2 separate regions of the Capsicum annuum genome follow, and region 1 is linked to region 2. Evidence: chromatin contacts called from public Hi-C data. All regions are on one chromosome and are shown on one strand. Each heading gives the region's core, a stretch centred on a gene start, on an enhancer-like site or on the middle of the called end of the contact. The rest is flanking DNA. Distances are from core to core; before and after follow the strand shown.

What was found. Hi-C and Micro-C count contacts between places; a contact is called where the count stands out from the background.
Region 1: a contact with region 2 is called in a Hi-C map of leaf, with 3 times the contacts expected there. The contact joins the promoter of LOC107847943 here to the enhancer-like site in region 2. A contact is called at or near these places in 4 of 5 Hi-C or Micro-C datasets (bud, leaf and placenta).

The regions. Positions count from the first base shown.
Region 1 is chr11:132,949,338-132,954,367 of UCD10Xv1.1, forward strand. It overlaps LOC107847943 (BTB/POZ domain-containing protein At1g67900), which reads left to right and starts at 1,820. Exons shown (of 4, transcript XM_016692561.2): 1 at 1,820-2,493; 2 at 2,718-2,787; 3 at 3,065-4,324; 4 at 4,845-5,030. The coding sequence starts at 2,435.
Region 2 is chr11:132,848,494-132,853,119 of UCD10Xv1.1, forward strand. No RefSeq gene overlaps it. Among protein-coding and RNA genes, the nearest start is that of LOC124889018, 8.1 kb to the right of the region's middle. Within about 2 kb of position 2,633, at least 3 of the 5 cell types and tissues checked have an H3K27ac peak or open chromatin away from gene starts, as enhancers often do. A contact at or near this core is called in leaf, where this site is marked.

The DNA.
Region 1 (5,030 bases), core at 570-3,069, 100 kb after region 2:
CAGGAGTTTAAAATATATATGATAAGACTTAACAAACATTGCCTTATTTTTTGGCAAAAGAAAAACGTAGGAGTATATTTGGTAAAATTAAAAAGTTGTTATTACTTTTAACAATTTTTGTAAAAAAGGCATTAAGAAAGAAAAACGTAGGAGTATATTTGGCAAAAACAAAAGGTATTGTTATTTTATTTAAAAATTTTATTCATTCATTTCTTAAAATTTTTTATCAATTGTTCAATATCTATAATTTATCTATATAATATATTAAAAGTGTAAAAACATTGAACCATTTACCTTTCATTACAAGACTTTTCTTTAGATAAAACTGTTTTTTCACTATTTTTTAAATTTATTATTTAATTATTTTTTATTATATTAACTAGACTTCCTAAAATATATGGAACTCCTAAGATATACGGTAGGAAAATTAATTAATATTTTTCTTTCTACTAGACGTTCTAAAATATATGAGTCTCCTAAAATATATGGTAGGAGAATTAATTAATATTTTTCTTTCTACTGTTCAATTAGAAAAATACTCCTAAAATAGGACTCTATTAATATTTTATTTAAAAATTTTATTTATTCACTTTTTAAAAGATCTTATCAATTGTTTAACATCTCTAATCTATATCTATCTATAATCTATCTATATAATATATTAAAAGTTTGAAGAGTCTCAGAAAAGTGATTTAAATTATTTACCCTTCATTACAAGATTCTTCTTTAGACAAAACTGTCTTTTCACTATTTTTTATATTTATTATTTAATTATTTTTTATTGTATTAACTAGACTTCCTAAAATATATGAGACTCTTAAAATATATGGTAGGAGAATTAATTAATATTTTTTTTACTACACTTTCTAAAATATATGAGACTACTAAAATATATAATAAGAGAATTAATTAATATTTTTCTTTCTACTGTTCAATTAGAAAAATACTCCTAAAATATGACTCTATTAAGGAAATACTTCTACAAATATTGAGATGTACGTTAAACTAGAGAACAAATCGATTTCCCTATTGGGAGAATATGGTTGATGCTCATCTAACTTAATTCAATTGCATGTCAAGATGGTGGATGCTTGATTTTCTAACTCTCAACTTCTTGACTATTTTTGTCAGCATAATAAAATTCAACATGTGTGTATTAATATATCTTCTTTATTTTTGTGTGTAAAGATTATATTTAATTATATTATTTTGATATTTCTATCGTTATATTATTTTGTTGCAATTTACAGATGGTAGATGAATGTCGATCGACTTTTAAAAATATTTTTTGTAAAGACGAGATTTAATAAATAAATTCTCAATCTTTACATATTCAAAAGATATTAAATTTAATTAATATATTCATCGTTATTATTTAAATAAATATTCTATTTAATGTAATGTTTGAACTCATTAAAGTGAGGTACTTACGCGTACACCTAAACTAGTTACTAGATATGTGTGTGTAAAATTAAGAGTAATTTTACACTCACATATCTAGTAATCTATCAAAAAGAGAATAATAATTATGTATTAATTTTTTAAGAAAGAATAACCCTGTAATTTTACACTCACGTATCTAGCAATCTATCAAAGAGAGAATAATAATTATGTATTAATTTTTTTAAAAAAAGAATAACCCTTTGTAATTCAACAACAAATTAATCAATTTATGATGATTTTTTTATATTGCAAAATATGTCAGAATGACTTCCTTAGCCATGTCCGTCAGACTTTTGGTCTAAATGAATTTTATGATTTTTTTTTTTGTCTTTTCCAATTTCAGTTATTAATATTAAAATAAATTTTGTGGCTGTACATTTTCCTTTTTTCTTTCTTGTTTCTTTTTTAAAATTGACCGGTATTGTATTGGTCCTTTAATCTTAATGAGAATTGGGGTACCTTTGATTCTTTATGTTTGCATGTCTAAATCTAACTGCAAACTTGACAGTAAGGACAAGAATTTTGGGAGTGCTTGATTTTCTTGGTTCATGTCATTTTAGTCATCATCATCTTTATTATAAATTGCATTAGTGCTAGCCAGATGCTAACAAATCCCACAACCTTTAGACAATCCTTTAGTTTTATGTCCCTTCTCTTTTTAATCTTCATTCTCCTAAGCAACTATTTGTGAGTTGAATAAGTGTCAATCTTGTTGGGTAATTTACCAAACTTTTAGAAAAATTAACAAGACAGGATATTCTAAAGGGGGTGTATAACTAAGTGGTGTTTCTTTTTGTTTTTAGACAATATCTATTGCTAGTAGCTGGAGGAGGAACTTTCAAAGGTAGTGGTGTCTAAAAAAGTGAACCTTTCAACTATCGTAACAAATGGCTTTGTCTCTGTCTCTTTGATTCTGCCATGGTTTTGCATATTGGATGATATATTTTTGTTTTTGAGAGCATTAACATACAAAAAGAAAAGCCTCAAAAACATGAAGTTTATGAAACTTGGATCTAGGCCTGACACTTTCATCACTACTGAGGCTGTAAGGTAACTTCATGTTTTCTTTCTCTGTTTCTTGGATTCAGCTAGAAATAGTTTAGAAGACTTCAAAGAAACCAAGATTTCCTTTCTTGATGCAACAACAACATACCAGTGAAAACGCACAAGATGGGTCTGGGAGGGTAGAATGTATGCAAACCTTACCTCTACCTCTTAGAGGCAGAGAGCCTGTTTCCAAAAGACTGTCGGCTCATTTTTTTTTCTTGATGCAGGTCAGTTAATTCTGAAGTTATTAGTGATCTCATAGTCCAAGTAAAGGGTAGCAGATATTTGCTTCACAAGGTTAAATTTCTAACTTTTCTGGGTTCCTTCTCTTTTTCTTTTCCACTTGGTCAATATTTGGCTGAACTTGAAAAATGAGGACTTTGAAGTATATTAAATTCTTGATAGTTGAAATTGTGTTGAATTTTTGTGAGTGAACGAATTTTTTCAATTTAAATACTCATTGAGTTTTCAACTTCAAATTTTCTATTTTTATTCAAGGTTAAAATAACTATGGATGTACACATAATTTGTATATCCAAATGCCTACTAATGTCGAGCTAATTGTGTTAAACAGTTTCCTCTGCTGTCAAAGTGCTCAAGGCTGCAGAGGCTATGCTCTGAAAGTCCAGAAACCTCACAGCACCAAATTGTGCAGCTACCAGATTTTCCTGGTGGAATTGAAGCATTTGAGCTATGTGCAAAATTCTGCTATGGAATCACTATTACTCTAAGTGCCTACAACATTGTTGCGGCTCGGTGTGCTGCAGAGTACCTGCAGATGACAGAGGATGTAGAGAAAGGAAACTTGATTTACAAACTCGAAGTATTCTTCAATTCTTGCATACTTTCAGGTTGGAAAGACTCAATTGTGACATTACAGATTACTAAGTCCTTTCCTTTATGGTCTGAGGACTTGGGAATTACAAGCAGATGTATTGAAAACATTGCTTCAAAAGTCCTGGCTCATCCTTCAAAGGTGAATTTGTCGAGGACCTACTCAAGAAGAGGCCCGAGGGATGATATTTCTTGCAATGAATCTGAAAGCAGAAGGCATAATAAAGGTTCATCTAAAGTTTGGTGGGCTGAAGATTTAGCAGAATTGAGCATAGACCTTTATTGGAGAAGTATGATAGCCATCAAATCTGGTGGGAAAGTACCTGCTAGTGTTATCGGTGATGCATTGCGAGTTTATGCTTCAAGATGGTTACCAAACATTTCAAAGTATGCAAATCATGAGAAGCATGTGGTACATGATCAATCCGAATCAGATTCAATTGGAAAACACAGGCTGCTTTTGGAGTCAATAATCAGCTTGTTACCAGCTGAAAAGGGGGCAGTTTCTTGTAGTTTCTTGTTGAAACTGCTTAAAGCCGCTAACATTCTGAAGGCTTCTTGTTCATCCAAGATGGAATTGGCAAGAAGGGTTGGGCTTCAATTAGAAGATGCTAGTGTTAATGATCTGTTAATACCTTGTGTCTCACACACATTTGACACAATTTATGATGTGGATGTGGTTATCACCATATTACAACAGTTCATGTTGCAGGTGCAAAGTCCCCCAACGAGTCCACTAAGAAGGAAAGGAGATTTTGAGAGGAGAAGGTCCCGGTCCGCGGAGAATATTGACCTTGAGTTTCAAGAAAGCAGAAGATCTTCTTCAGCATCACATAGCTCAAAACTCAAGGTAGCTAAGCTTGTCGATGGATATCTTCAAGAAATTGCCAGTGACACAAATTTGCCCCTGTCAAAATTCATAACAATTGCTGAAGCAATTCCAGAGTTTGCCAGGCTTGACCATGATGATCTTTACAAAGCAATTGACATCTATCTCAAGGTAAAATTGCAGATAACATCTTCAACTATACCATTATCTTTTGCCCAATTACTGTTGAGGTTTCTATTTTATTTAAAGAAATCAAAAACGTTACATCCATATGTAGAAATAATTCTTTGCATATGTCCTAAGTGTTAAAAACTAGGATGTGGGGCATTACCATGTTAGCAGATAACCAACTCTTTGACATCTTAATATCCTCAAATTCAATGTTCAGTTAGAATTAGAAGCTCTAATTCTGATTTATAGAATCAGGCATGTTCAGCCTACATCATGTTGACAGTTAAAAAATAAGATAACTTTGAAGAAACTGTAGAGGATGAATTGTTGTTATAATGAAAATGATTTAAGTTATACGCACTCACTAACTGTGTAAAGAGTTTTACACGATCAATGTCGTTTAATCACTTTTACAGGGTTATCAATTACTGAGTTAATACTAATCATAGATATGACAATGTAATTTTAGATTGTATATTTTCTAACTGATGTTGTATATATATCTTTAACGATAATGCAGGGGCATCCAGGGCTGAACAAGAGTGAAAGAAAGCGCCTGTGCAGGATATTAGACTGCAAGAAACTATCAATGGATGTTTGCATGCATGCTGCACAAAATGAATTACTTCCACTAAGGGTAGTTGTTCAAGTTCTTTTTTTTGAGCAAGCTCGAACCGCCATGTCTGGTGGACATGTAACAGAGTTG
Region 2 (4,626 bases), core at 1,383-3,882:
AACTCCCCCCTCAACATTGAACAATAATCATACTCCCCCTTTATCCCATTCAATGTCTATTTTGTCCTTATAATTTTAATTCCACATTTATGTAATATCTTTTTATATTATATGTAATGAATATTTTTTTAACATGGATATTTATAGCATTTTATTTAAGTTTATTAACTTTATACGCAAATTAATACATTTTATAAATTTATCACAAAATTCAATATTATTTTTAAGATCGTTATTTTAGTATTATATATATTAAAGAGTCGTTTGGTGTGAGGTATAATTCTAATAATTTAGAGATAAAGTTCATGATTATTTATACTGCATTTAATTAGATGTATTAGGTAGTCTCAAAATTATTTGTCGCACCATTTTTACCATAGTGATGAGATAAGTTATCACACATACATATTAGTATAACTTACTTTGTAATAACTAATCCCGGAATAACCTGTTTCCAAACAACTCACCCCTAAGTGTGTATATATACATATGCATGTACATGCATGTGCGTATATTTTCGTGTTTTATCACTCTCTTACTAAATTTGTTTCGTATTACTTATCTTATTGTTGATATAACACAATCCTTAAGAAAATTTTACTTAGAGTTATATTTTGCTAAATTAACCTTATTAATAATAATTTGAAACTTTAAATTTGTCTATATTGTTACTTTATATAGTTATTTAACACTAAAGGGTAGAAAAAGAACATAATACAATTCTCTTGATTTCACAAATTGAGCAGATAAACTAAAACATTTATTTTTAGCATGAGGATCAAGTGATAAGAAACGATATTACCGATTGTCTATATCAGTAAATAAGTTGTGATTTCCATTAATAGAGTATTACATATTTTATAATTTATATAAATAAATATAATCTTTAAATTTTGAACTTATTTTTATTCGAGAAAAACATCTAGTATTCCTGAACTATGATCAAATTTGCTACGACACACGTCAACTTCACCGGGGTCCTATTACCCCTTAAACTAAATTTTAGCGTATTTTTATCAATCTTTTTAGCTAACGTCATACCTTTTATCAATCATTTTAGATGGCGTGCCACCTTTGATATGGGCTCCATTTTATGTAATAAAGGTGTCACATTAGCACAAAAAATGATAAAATTACTCTAAATTTGAGTTCAGGGAATAATAGGACCCCTGTGAAGTTGGAGTGTGTCGTAACAACTTTGACCATAGTTCGGGGTGGTGCTAGAGGCTTATCTCCTTCATTTATTGTTTGTATTTTCTGCATTGAAATATGTTTATAAAATTAGTAGTACTTATTATTTTCATTTGTTAAAATAAATATTATAGTTTTGATTATTATTAATAAAACTAATTTTCTTATTATGCTAATTTACTTCATAAAGATCATCATTAGCTTATATATTTCTTACTTTTTTTTCTAGAAGATAATGTTTATATTTTTAAGAAAATTATGTTATATGAATAATGTTTATGTTTTTATGAAAAAATTGTTATATGAATTTTTTTTAAAATGAAAATATGATGATGTTAAAGAAGTTAAAAAAAAAAGAATAAAAAAATTGATGATAAAGGGTAAAATAGGAATTTTAAAAAGTCAATTAGGATAAAGGAGGAGTATGATTATTGTTTAAAGTTGGGGGGTTGATTTTTAAGACAAAGTTGGGGAGGGAAAATGATTTTGACCAATTAGTAATACGCACCTTAATACACAATAGAGTGTATAACTAATATTTTCATTAGTTATATATAAACTAAAAATTATACCAAACAAAATATTTATAATACACATTAATTAATACATGCATTATTTTTGTCAACATACTCTACCAAATGACCCCTTAGTGTGTATGATAAGCATCCAAATATATATCACGTCAAACCAACCTAATCATGATTAATTGGATTACTACTAATCATATTCATTAACATGTGTCTAGGTGTGAGCCTGCCTATCTCATCATCATAATCACATTTCACACTCAATTTTTTAATTATAATTATAATTTTCTCTTTTCTATCAAACAATATATATATATATATATGATTTGATGACAAATATGGCTTGTAATATTTGTTTCCCCGTTTTTCACACATTGTTTATCAATTGGTTTGGTAAATGATGAGATACAAAATTATTATTTTATTGGACACATTTCACCCAACTCCACCCACTTAACCTCTTGTGTTTTGTTAAAGATTCGCGTGCAACGCATGGGAGGGGCACGAATGAGTGTGACCTGACCAAGTTGCCTTCACCTTTTTCATCTTCTATCTTGTAGACGGTCTAAAATAAAACAATTAGCTATCTAGTGTCATTCCATAAATTAGGATTAGAGTGCATCTTAATTGTACCTTTTTAAAATAAAAAAAAAAACTATTTTTAATAAATTTTCAGCTCAAGAAAAAAATGGGTGTAGATACCATTGTGAAGACGAATTTTCAATTAGAAGAGCTTTTTTAAAAAAAATTTAAGCATTTTATTTAACTTATTGGATGATGTGTAATTGACCTCAGTTTCATTTCCTGTTTTCTCTTGTCCCCGATTAAATGGACGAGTTAACCAAAAAGTCAAATAAAACTTATTTAGGAGTAGAAAATCTTGGAAAGGGGGCTCAATAATCACCAAATAATAAGATTGTGCTTGAAAATTTAAGGTTAGAAAAAGAGGGATAAAGCAACAATTGAGAATTGGGAAAAAAGGAAAGGCAAAAGAAGAAAGACGCTGAGAAAGCTGCAATTAGTATATCACAATCACGGCTTGTTTGGTTTAAAACAAGTTATGTTGGAATTAGTTGTTTTAAAATTAGTTATTCTGATGTCATCTTCTAGTAGTTTTGATTTGTGATACCACAAAAATAATATATATTGCATTCTTCTTAAGAATATATTGTTTATTTAAAAAAATATCTTTCACCTTATTTAGCTTAACTAATTTAACCGCATGTGTCTCGCACGTATAATATTTAATTATTTAAAATTAAATAATTTTATTTATTGCGTAGATTTTTAATAAAGTACAAAAATTCAAATCACTTGTCAAAAATCTTTCACACTTTAATTTAATAATGTAAATATCTCATTTGTGTTTGTCATTTGCGTTTGTCATAAATATCTCTTTTGCGTTTGTCATACAATTATTAATACAAAATATAATAATCTTTCACACTTTAATAAGTGATTGATGAATCATCATTCACGTTTGTCATACAATATCTCTTTTCCTTGTCGCCAGAGGATAAGAGAGACGCATCAATTTGCACCATATTTGTGTTACGATTATTTTCTTATACTTAAGAATTTTTTCTTATTTTAAAGTCAAATCTTTACAAAATCATTGATTTACGTACTTAAAACTTTTTAAAATTTGGTACTTCTTAAATTTTTCTTATTCTAACAGTTTTATATTTATTTCTAGATTTTTCAAGTATTCTTAAAATTAAATTTAGTTGATTTAAAATGTTTAAACTAATGCAAAAAGTATTAGTTGTCATTAGTTTTGATAACTTCTAATAATGAAGGGGTTTACTATAAATATATTTAATTAGTTTTTAACTCTTAAATTAGGAAAAAATAGTGAAATTTTGATGGCTTCTAATAAGAAAATGTTTTACCATAAATATATTTAATTAATTTTCAACTGTTAAATGTTTGGAAAAAATAGTGAAAATGCGATTTTGTTTAAAGCAATGACTTTTAATTAAGGGTAAAAAGTTCAAATAACATATCTAATGCCGTTCACACTTTTAATATATCATAAATTATAAACTATACATTATAGATTATAGATATAAATTATTTTTATGAAAATTGAAAATTATATTGATAAGGTGAACTATTATTTTTATGAAAGTTCTATCATGTCATATAAACAAAAGTAAAATAAAGATTAGACAACTGCAGTGTTGATTCGAATCATATGATAAATTCATTAGTCCCAACAATAGAGCAAATAATGTCATCAATGGTGTTGCTCCTAATCTGCAGGACAGTAAAAATAAATAAATACACAAAAATATGTGAAAAGTAATAAAGTCTCTTGTTTACTAGAGAACGTATTTTAAAAAAAAAAAAAGTGATTAAATAATTAACAAAATGAAAAAGGTAATATAATGACAATCCCCAATAACTTTATATTAAAACATATACTCCATGAAAATTCTTTTAACTAAACAATGAGTATAGTAAATACTTCAAAATAAAAAAAATGAACTGAAATAGAATTGAAATATTTAAAAGCTTCAAGCACATCCACCACTGTTCTTAAATTGGTTATCATCATCAAATCTCCATGAATGCGAACATAATCTATTGGGAAGGTAATTTGGTTATTTTATAGCTTTATCTCAAGATAAATTATATTGGAATTATTATATCATCAAAAGGATGGAATAACTTATTCTTGTACTATTTGTTAATATCGGGATAAATTATTTTGAATGTGACAACCAAATAAGACACCAAAATTTTTATTTTAAAATTATTATTTTATTTTAAAATTATTTATTCTAATATGTTGCACCAAACGATCCCTTATTTCTCTTCCCACATAGATGAAAATAATATACACTTGTATATGAAATAATGTTGCATTTGACAAACAAAATATACTCAAGATCTTACATATAGG